3 separate regions of the Sus scrofa genome follow, and regions 2 and 3 are each linked to region 1. Evidence: chromatin contacts called from public HiChIP or PLAC-seq and promoter capture Hi-C data. All regions are on one chromosome and are shown on one strand. Each heading gives the region's core, a stretch centred on a gene start, on an enhancer-like site or on the middle of the called end of the contact. The rest is flanking DNA. Distances are from core to core; before and after follow the strand shown. Region 1 holds the start of GSC2 (homeobox protein goosecoid-2). Region 2 holds the start of KLHL22 (kelch-like protein 22). Region 3 holds the start of SCARF2 (scavenger receptor class F member 2).

Region 1 (3,325 bases), core at 610-3,109:
TTGAGAATACCAGGCTAAGGAATGGATTTTTAGAAGGTCTTGAGTCTGTTCTGGGCATGGTGACTGGGAGATGTACTTTGGTGACTGAAATGGAGACAGGGAGCCAGTGCTTAGGGAGATGCCAGCCTGGAACAGAGAAATCAGTCAGCCTGGAGGTAACAACTAGGGAGTCCTTGTCACAGAGATGGTACCTGAAGCTTCAAGATTGTAGGAGGTCACCAAGGGTGAGAAAGGGGAGGGATAAAGGAACAGCCAGGGCCCAGCCTTCGTGACCACTGACCCTGTTGTCCCCATCTCTAAGTGAGTAGTCAACCCCCGGCCACTTCTCTGACCTAACAGCAAGCATGCAATTCTGTGAGGAAGTTGGCTGTGAGAGGGAAGAGACGGGAGGTCTGGGGCAGTGGCAGCCATCTTTTGACCATGAGGTGGGCCATTCAAAGAGGAAATGGCTCCTTCACTGAGCTTCCAGATCAAGCCCTGGGCACCATATGTCAGGCCTCTTTGACAACTGAGTCAGCAGGTTCTGTCGCTTGAAGTCCAAAGTGTCCTCACCGACACCAGAGTGGAGTCAGCAAGAGCCCCTCAGGAAGGGGATGTGAAGTGGAAGAAAAGCATATGTTGTCCCCCAAGGGCATTCATGGAGACCCCTGACCAGAGGGGTTCTAACCTTTCACCCACAGAGCATCTGAGAGTTATGTCGCCATTATTATACCAGTGTATAGACTGGGAAACCCCAGCACAAGGGAGGGAAGGAACCTATCCCACAGCTAGGAAATGACAGCTGGAGTGCAAACCAGGCTGCCTGCTGTTATGTCCTGTGAGCCAGAGTAACCTTTCAGAGGTCCAGAGAAGGCCTTACACACAAGCCCTGGCTGGCTGTACAAAGCTGCTTAGTTGAGGATGAAACAGTCTTCCTAGGAGTTCCCGTACTGGAGCAGTGAAACAAATCCAACTGGAAACCATGAGGTTGTGGTTTGATCCCTGGCCTCACTCAGTTACAGATCCAGCATTGCTGTGAGCTGTGGTGTTGGTCGAAGGCGAGGCTTGGATCCTGCATTGCTGTGGCACTGTAGCTCTGATTGGGTTCCCAGCCTGGGAACCTCTGTATGCCTCCGGTGCAGCACTAAAAAGCAAAAAAACAAAAAAAGAAAGAAGGAAAGAAAAAGAAAAGAAAAGAAAAAAACAGTCTTCCTAGAATTTGGCAAAGTGTAGGTCACCAGCATTGTTGGGCAGAATGCCCTGGAGAGATGGTGGACGGAGCCAGACTGGCCCCTGCTGAGCAGTGGGGGTGTGGACGACAGGACAGCTCCTGAGAAGTGTGACTACACTGAGGGTGGGCAGGGGTGTTAAAGGTTTTGAGGGGATGCTGGGACATACAGGAAAGGAAAGGAGAAGTGGCTTCAGAGCACATAAGTGGGGCCTTGGATGGAGTTGGGAAGATTCCCTGATCCAAGAAAAGGGCCCCGGAGCAATGGGGTTGCGGGTTTTGCGCGGGGATGTCTGACGCCCGCGCGGGTTTCCTGCCTGAGGATGAGGCCGGGGCTCTTAATTGGTGGGGGTGGGGGCGGAGATTGGGGCCAAAGTGTGGTGCGAGCACGGCGTTGCGGATGGTATTGGGCCCCACCTGAGGCTGGAGCTCAGAAGTTTGAGGACCAGGAGACTGTGCAGTTTGTCAGGTTTCTCCAGACTTGTTCGCCGCCCAGGTAAGGCCCCGAAGGGGACGAGGAGTCAGCCCTGGCCGCGGTGGCTATGGGACAGGGGACACGGGCTGGGCCGGTGGGTCAGCCGCGCCCTAGGGCTGCAGCGCTCCCGGCGTCCTCTAGGCGCCGCCCTAGCCTCAGGGCTAGACCGCAGGAGGGTGGGCATTGGAGGCAGCCCCGCGCTCCGCCAGCCCCACGGGTCAGGGGCACGGATGCGGGGCGCAGGGCCCCCGCAGCCCCTCCCGCCTCCGCCGCGGCCGCCGGGGATTAGCGCGCTGCTGGCGGTGAGGCGGGATTAGCCCGCGTGGACCCGGCGCCCGGCCCGGGGATTACCGCGCGCCCCCCCGACGGATATATTCCCGCGGCGGCGGCGGCGGTGGCCAACAGGCGGCATGACGGCGGCCGGGGGCGCGTCGGGCCGCAGGGGCTCCGGGAGGCTCTGCCCCTTCTCCATTGAGCATATCCTCTCCGGCCTCCCCGAGCGGAGCCCTCCGGCCCGGGCCGCCCCTCCGCCGCTGGCCGCCGGCCGCCAAAGCCCCGCGGAGCCCGGGGCGCCCGGGACGCCTGAGGCAGCTCCCTGTGCCTGCTGCTGCTGCTGCGGCCCCCGCGCCGCGCCCCAACGGGCCCCGGAGCCGGCCTCGGGGCTGGGTGAGTGGGCGGAGGGCGCGGGCCCGGGGGTACCCAGCGCGGCGCGGTGGGATTGGAGCCCGGCGCCTGCCCCGCGCCTCAACGCGCCCTCGCCCCGCAGGCGCGCGGCTGCCTTGGCCGGTGAGGCTAGGACCCACGGCGCCCTTGCCCTTGGCCTCGTCTACCGAAGGCTCTGGGGCGCTGCCGGGCGCTGGCAGCCCCGGGCCGCAGCGACGCACGAGGCGCCACCGCACCATCTTCAGCGAGGAGCAGCTGCAGGCGCTGGAGGCGCTCTTCGTGCAGAACCAGTACCCCGACGTGGGCACGCGGGAGCGGCTGGCCGGCCGCATCCGCCTGCGCGAGGAGCGTGTAGAGGTGTGTGTCCGCGACTCGGGGCCCGAAGTGCGGAGGCCCCGGGAGCGAGGGAGCGCCAGGCGGGTCCGGGACGAGAGGCGGGCAGGAACTGGCTCTTGCGGAAGGGCAGGAGCCGGAGCGGAGATAAGGCTGGTTTCTTTTCCTTAGTTTTAAACTCCCCTCCCCGGCACCACCCATGACTATCGAGGAGAGCATGCATGTTTCGGAATTTGGGAAGCTCGGGAGAGCGCGCAGCAGCAGGGGGTGGGAAGGGGAGGGCAAGTATGCTGGTCCGAGTGGGGAAGCTGCTACAGCCCCGATGCCCAAGTTGCTACCGGCATCTGCAGCAGGTGAGAGAGCAGGGCGCAGCCGCTGAGCGGTCCTGGCTCCGCAGTCTTCGTCCGCACACACCTGCATCCCGAGGCCCTGGCGGGTCCACTTTGGAAGCTGCGTGGGACGCAGATCCCCAGGCTGGGCGTGCCTGAGCGCCTCTCCTTCTCCTCAGGTCTGGTTCAAGAACCGCCGGGCCAAGTGGCGACACCAGAAACGCGCGTCAGCGTCTGGTAGGCTCCTGCCAGGAGCCAAGAAACCCCCTAAGGAGAGCTGCTGACGGCCATGGGGGTCACTCCTGGGCTCGGCGGCGT
Region 2 (3,325 bases), core at 210-2,709, 190 kb after region 1:
TAGTGCCAACAGTTTTGCACTGAAAGTCATTTAGATTTGCCATACATGTAGCATTACCTGAGGACCAGTTCCTAGGTAAAAAACTGCTGGGCAGTTCTATTTGGAATGTATAGTTCACATTTCAATAGATATAGCCAAAATGCCTCCTGCTGACGTATACCAGTTTTTTTCCTTCCACCAGCAAAGTATGAGAACCCAATTTCAACCAGTGTCTAGCACACCCAATAGCATTCTTTAAAAAAAATTGTACTTAGATGAAAAACAGCATTTCACAGTGTAACTTCCCTAACTGTCAAATTTCAAAAAATAAAAAATTAAGTGGAATGCTGCACATACTTTGTGATTTCCTTCCCATTTCTGTTTTTTTTGAAATATAAAACGTTCTTGCAAGCTCACTCTCTGGCACCCTAGACCTATTTATTTTACAAGGGTTCTCTATCACCAAGTCCTTCCCTGGACTAAGTTCCTTCTTCATCCCATTACATTTCCCTAGTCATCACAAGCAAGGCCCTGCATTCAGAGCTCTTCAGGGTTTTAGAAAGAGCAGGAAAAGGGTTTATATCCCAAGTAGGTACAAACCGAAGGACATAAAATGAATTTCATGAACTCATGAATGACAGAGTCTGAAGTATTTTCGAAGAATGTTCAACTCAACACCATTTACTGAACAGACACTGTCATTCCTCTTCAGGGCCCCCAAACAGCGTCTGGCCCCCCACAAAGCTCAAACCTTGGCAGCACGAAGCAAGGTCTCCAACAAAGGGAAAGGGGTCCCACCTCCCAGGGGGTGGCCAGGGTCAGGGGCGGGCTGGGATGGCTCTGGAGCATCAGAGCGGGGCGGGGAGGCGCCCGGGCGAAAGCGCTGGGCCCGCGGCGGGGCCAGAGACCGGGAGCTCCAGGCCCAGGCGTCGCACTGACAGCCCGGCCTCCGGGTCCGTCCGGGTCCGTCCCGGCGGCGCGCAGGGTCCGAGCCTGGGCCGGCTGAGGGGCCGATGCAGGTGGGCCGGGGTCCAAGGTCGAACCGGGTGGACGGACGGCCGCCCGACCCTCCGCCTGCTGCAGGGCCGCCCACACAGCGCCGACGTCGCCGCGGGAAGCGCGCGCGCTGACCTGCCAGAGTGACAGCCCTGGTAGGGACCAGGACGCCGGCGTCCCCGAAGCTCCGGCCCGCCGCGCCCGGGGGTCCCGCCCGCCGCCTCAGCCACGTCAGGCCGCGGGTTCGCCTCAGGCCTCCTCCCGCCCCCCGGCCCGGTCTGCTCCCGGCACGTGCCCCGCGCAGCTCAAGCCCTTGTCCCGGCCCCGCGCGCCCGTCCCACGCTGCGAACCGCCCCCAGGCCCCGCAAGGGAACCCGCGCTGACCGGCGCTGGTCGCTCACCTGGCGCAGCTGCAAGCTGAGGCCGCACTCGCGGGGCGGGGCGGGGCGCGGGGCGGGGCTTCGGTGCCTTACGTGGTCTCGCCGCGCAGGCGCCAGGCGGACGCGGGGCGGGGGCGGGGCCGGGGCGGAGGCGGGATCCCCCTGAAGCCGAGTCTCCGCCTGGTTCCAGACCCCGGCGCCGAGGGGCGCCTGCACAGGCAGCAGAGAGAAGAGTGAGGACGTGAAGGAAGGCGTTCTGGCGAGGATCACGCCCCTTAAACCTTTCCTCCTTCCTCACCTCGGTCCCTCCCTCGAGGTCCTCTGAGTTGCCCGCCCCCTGCTGGATGCCAGCAATGACATAAACATGGCCAGGGTGAACAGGTGTTTTCTTGTTTACCAAGATTGGGGAGTAAATCCGTTCCCCAGCCTACAGCAGGGGCCCGGCAGTCTGAGAAGAGCTTGCGTTCATTTTTCTCCTCCTCACCCGCAGGAGACTCCATTCTACAAGGCTCATGTGTGATGGCCGCGTCCGGAGGATGGGGTGCTGTGACGGAGGATGTGGCTGGGGATGGCTGGAGGTTAAAAAGAACGGTGGGCGAACGTGGGAGAGAGAGAAAGTAAGTGAAAAGAAGCACTGAGCGCAGACAGCTGCCTGAGGCTTTAGACAGGATTGGGAGACTGGAACAGCCTCCAAGAGCAAAGGTTCCCAGTGGGAGAGGCCTTCCAGGAGGGCTTTCTGGAGGTGGTGATCCCCGAGCTGTGTAACAGATGAGAACTTTGGAGGAGCAGGAAAAGCATTCCAGGATGGGGGCAGTGTCAGCAAGAACATGGAGGGCAGATCTAACCAAAAAAAAAACCCCAAAAAACAAAAAACTCAATTGTGTTCACAGCCACTGCTGAGCCGCCATCGTTCACTAGCGCCATCTCTAGCTCGTTGAGCTCCAGCCGAAGGAGAAGGGGGGTAAGTAAGGAGGTCTCTATACCACAGCTTATACAAAGCAGACCTTTGCAAATCCACCGGTGGTAAAGCACTGAAGAAGCAACGGGCTACAAAAGCCGCCCGCAAGAGTGTGCCCTCTACTGGAGGGGTGAAGAAACTTCATCATTACGGGCCTGGTACCCGTGGAACTCTGTGAAATTAGACGTTATCAGAAATCCACTGAAGGTTTAAGGATCTGCTGTTGCTGTGAGCTGTGGTGTAGGTCACATGGCTTGGATCTGGTGTTGCTGTGGCTGTGGTGTAGGTGGGCAGTTGTAGCTCTATTTGGACCCCTAGCCTGGGAACCTCCATATGCCACGGGTGCAGCCCTAAAAAAAGCAAAAAAAAAAAAAGAAGTCCACTGAACTTCTTATTCATAAGCTTCCCTTCCAGTGTCTGGTGTGGGAAATTGCTCAGGACTTCAGAACAGATCTGTGCTCCAGAGTGCACCTATTGCTGCTTTGCTGGAGGCAAGTGAGACCTATCTGGTTGGCCTTTTTGAAGACACCAACCTATGCGCTATCCATGCCAAACGTGTAACAATTATGTCAAAAGACATCCAGTTAGCACACCGCATACATGGAGAACATGCTTAAGTATCCACTAGAATGGGAAACATTTCATTCTTTTTTTTTTTTTTTTTTTTTGTCTTTCCACCTTTTCTAGGGCCACTCCTGCGGCATATGGAGGTTCCCAGGCTAGGGGTCTAATCCGAGCTGTAGCCGCCAGCCTACACCAGAGCCACAGCAACACGGGATCCCAGCCACATCTGCAACCTACACCACAGCTCATGGCAACACCAAATCCTTAACCCACTGAGCAAGGCCAAGGATTGAACACGCAACCTCATGGTTCCTAGTCAGATTCGTTAACCACTGTGCCATGAGGGGAACTCGGAAACATTTCATTCTTTAACAAAAAAAAAAAAAATTCTCTTCTTCCTGTTATTGGTAGTTCTGAACATTAGATATTTTTTTTCCATGAGGTCAAA
Region 3 (3,325 bases), core at 520-3,019, 150 kb after region 1:
AAGGTAATGAAAGAGATGACCATTAACCAGCTCCACCCAGGGTCACAATCAGCCATCCACCCTCTCCCGCATGAGGTGGGTACCACCACCAACCTCAGTTGACAGAGGTGGAGACAGGCTCAGAGAGGTTAAGCCATTTGCCCAAGGCTACTCAGATGGGGAAAGGTGACACCAGCATCTGAAACCCAGCCCAGACTCCAGGCTACGGGAACAGACCGCCTCGTGGGGAGGTCTCCGGAGAGGGGGAGTGGGAGCAGGCTCCCGACCGCTCCAGGCTGCCATCGGATCCCCCAGCATGGACCCCCACAGGGAAGGAGGGGCCTAGGCGGTAGGACAGGGCCGCTGGCGATCGTGCCCTCCCCCTCTCCAGGCAGCCCCGCCCGCCTCCGCCACTGCATTCCTGGGGCCGGGGAGGCCCGGGAGGCCCGGGAGGCGGCGGCGGCGTCGATGTGAAGCAGATGGCGGGCCAGGCCGGCCCCCGCCCGGAGGCGGAGCTCGCAGCGGGGAGGGGTCTGCGCGCCTCGGGATCTGAGCTTGGAAACCCCGCGCGGCCCCTCACAGCCCCTTGTCTGCGGCGACCGCCCTGCCCCCGGACGCGGCCCCCTGGGCTCTGCGGCCCAGGGCGTCCCTACTGCACCCGCTAGGAGCCGGTGGCTGCCCCTCCAGCTTCCTGTCCACCCGGCGCCCCCGGCACAGGTCAAGGCACCCCCACACACAGGCTTCTTGCCCCCGCGTGGAGATGCCCTTGACCTCGAAATGGCCTCTTAAAGGGGCCCACCAGGTCCTCCGACCCCTGCGTCCACTCCTGGGTCTTGGCCTGTGCTCTTCGCCCTCTGCGCAGAGTCCTGGGCCTGCCGCCCTCGGGCAAGGCCTGTCCCCTCCTGTTCCACACGCTTCCCCAGTCAGCTCCTTGGGGCGCCCCACCTCGGCGCCGCCCCTCCCACACCTGGTATTCCTACCCGGGAGGTCCACATCCTCCCGATGCCGGCGCCGGCGCAGGGCATTGTCTTTTCGATCCCTGCTTCTGGTCCACTCTGAGCGCAGCCTTCTCGATGCCCACCTCCGTTACTACCTTCCTCCCACCCGAGCCCGCTCCTCCTAAGACTGTTCTGTCCTTCCGAGTCTCGCCTGCCTTAAGTCCTCCTCGGCTCCCTTCTTTCAGGAGCGCCGCTCCATCTCCCCTGGACCCTCACCGTCCCTTCATCCTGGCTCTAGCCACACTCGTGTGCCTGGGCTCCTGAGCATGCCATGCCATGCCATGGGCTTGAAATGCCCTTCCTGACTTATGGCCTTCACTGCCCGGCCCAAGGGTCCCTTTTTCTGGGTCTAAAATCTCGGACACCCTGTGTCAGCCCTCCGAGCGCCCACAGTCCTCCGCTTTCCCTTCGCTGTCTCCTCGTCCGGTGTATCCTCGGACGCACCGTCGTGGCCCGGCGCCCTAGCTCGGCCTGGAGCGGAGCCGGTGTCGGCGAGGCCCGCCAGAGAGGCCCGCGCGTTTGGCGCAGAGAGGTCCCGGGCGCCCCCTCCCCCCGGTCCTGGGCGTCCCCTTCGGCTCCCTTCCCCAGCCCGGCCGGCTCCTACCCGGGCGCGCGGCACACGTTGCGGCCGCGCGGGCTCAGCTCCTGGGGCGCCGCGGGGCCGGGCAACAGCCAGAGCAGCAGTAGCAGCGGTGGCGGCGGCAGCAACCGCGGCGGCGGCCCCCCGGCTCCCCGGCGCCGCGCCGGCCCGGCCCCCCGGGGCCCTGCGCCCTCCATGCGGCGCGGGGCAGGCGCGGGGCGGGCGCGGGTGCGGCCGCAAGCGAGAGCGGCCGGAAGCGGAGTGCGCGGCCGGGCGGGGGGCGGCAGGAGGGGCGCCGGGCCGGGCAGGAAATTCCACATCGGCTCCCTGATCCCGGGCCAGCCGCGGCCGGCCAGGCGGCAGCGCCCGCCCCGCGCGCCAGACCCCACCCTCTGGCCGCGCCGCCGCCCCTCCGCACGGCCCCCGCCCCCACGCGGCCGCGCGCAAACTTGGGGGCAAACTTGGAAGGGGCCCGCCCGGGGAATCCCCGACCGCCGCTCGTGTCCCTCCCCTCCCCAGACACCCACCCCAGAAGCGGCCCCTGCGCGCTCCCTGCGAGGCCAGGCCAGGGACGGGAAGGAGGTGGGGACGAGGCGCGACGCACCGAAGCTCCCTCGGCGCCCCCGCCAGCAGCGCCTCAGAACGGCCAGGTCAAGGCTGCAAGCCGGCCTCTGCCCACCCGCACCCCCCAGAGGCCTGCCTAGTACCCGGCTGTGCCATCAGTGCAATCAAAGCCTGCAAGCTACGGCGGGCCGGATGCTCGAGGCCTATGGGTAGACTCGGTCTGGACCAGAGGCCTGAGTAGGAGGTTGGGGAGCATAGGGATGGACTGGAGAGAATGGCACCCCCGTGGGCTCCGACGAGAGAAAGTGGAGGTGAAGGCAGGTCAGGGAGACTAATGGAAGTGGCAGGACCGCCCTGGGACTGAGACCCTACAGCTCTTGTCAAGGTGTGGAGAAGGGCTGGGGACCTGACAGGGATTCCGTCGGTTTCAGGAGGTCACCAAAGGAAAAGTCCAGAAGGTGGAGTCAGGGCTGGAAGCATGGGCGCTACTACATCAGGAGGGTGCGCGGCAGCACAGAGCAGAGCAGGGGCAGCAGAGAAGGGGACAGGGAGGAGAAGGAACCCCAGGCCAGGAAGCAGAGGGGAAGCAGGGACGGCAGGTAAGCCAGGGGATGGAACAGAAAGCTAGCAGCTGGGTCCTAGCAGTGATGAGCTGGGCTTCTGGGGACTTGAGAGTTGGCAGAAGGGCCTGGGCAAGGAGGGGCACCTGCCTTCTCCCAGGGAGCAGGCTGCATGCAGACCCCTGAGGGGACGGTGGTGTCCTGCCTCAGGTACCTGGATAGCCCATCTGGGAGGGTGGAATAAGGGCCACTAAAAGGTCCAAGGCTGTGGGCACCACCAGGCTGGAAGAAGGTGGGCTGGGGAGGAGCAGGGTAGGGGCCTTCCACCATTAGGTCCCCTCTCTGAGCCATGCTGGTCCAGGAGGGAGGCAGAAGTTGGGGAAGGTGGCCGGGGAAGCTGCACCCATGTGGTCACGAATGCAAACACTTCCGTGGGACAAGTAAACAGACCAAGCACTTCTGGGCAGTTCCGTCTGGGCATGGCCTTGATCTCAGCAGTGCCCTTCCCTATGTAGGGGCCCCTCCCACAGAACCCCCATTGGCTGCCACAACAGAAGCCAGCAGAGGTCCATGTGGCTGCACTGTCCACCCAGCTGCCTGCTTGAGAAGCACTCGCCTCAGCTGGCCGGTTCATGCACAAACCC

What was found. Promoter capture Hi-C pulls out the DNA fragments that hold promoters and counts their contacts. HiChIP or PLAC-seq counts read pairs in DNA pulled down with a chosen protein or histone mark.
Region 2: an H3K27ac HiChIP or PLAC-seq map of skeletal muscle shows a contact between it and region 1, with 3 times the contacts expected there. The contact joins the promoter of KLHL22 here to the promoter of GSC2 in region 1. A contact is called at or near these places in 1 of 47 Hi-C or Micro-C datasets (liver) and 2 of 2 datasets of contacts at active chromatin or transcription factors (alveolar macrophages and skeletal muscle).
Region 3: a contact with region 1 is called in a promoter capture Hi-C map of fetal skeletal muscle, with 4 times the contacts expected there. The contact joins the promoter of SCARF2 here to the promoter of GSC2 in region 1. A contact is called at or near these places in 4 of 5 promoter capture datasets (fetal liver, fetal skeletal muscle and liver), 11 of 47 Hi-C or Micro-C datasets (alveolar macrophages, embryonic fibroblasts, fetal heart ventricle and 7 more) and 2 of 2 datasets of contacts at active chromatin or transcription factors (alveolar macrophages and skeletal muscle).

The regions. Positions count from the first base shown.
Region 1 is chr14:50,958,958-50,962,282 of Sscrofa11.1, reverse strand. GSC2 (homeobox protein goosecoid-2) reads left to right here and starts at 1,859. Exons shown (of 3, transcript XM_001927426.5): 1 at 1,859-2,348; 2 at 2,449-2,702; 3 at 3,187-3,325. The coding sequence starts at 2,093. The coding sequence ends at 3,291.
Region 2 is chr14:50,772,051-50,775,375 of Sscrofa11.1, reverse strand. It overlaps KLHL22 (kelch-like protein 22), which reads right to left and starts at 1,459. Exons shown (of 8, transcript XM_021072689.1): 1 at 1,377-1,459; 2 at 731-1,110. It overlaps LOC106505550 (a long non-coding RNA gene), which reads left to right and starts at 1,482. Exons shown (of 4, transcript XR_002338430.1): 1 at 1,482-1,728; 2 at 1,846-1,972; 3 at 2,246-2,316.
Region 3 is chr14:50,811,605-50,814,929 of Sscrofa11.1, reverse strand. SCARF2 (scavenger receptor class F member 2) reads right to left here and starts at 1,769. Exons shown (of 11, transcript XM_021072793.1): 1 at 1,582-1,769. The coding sequence starts at 1,754.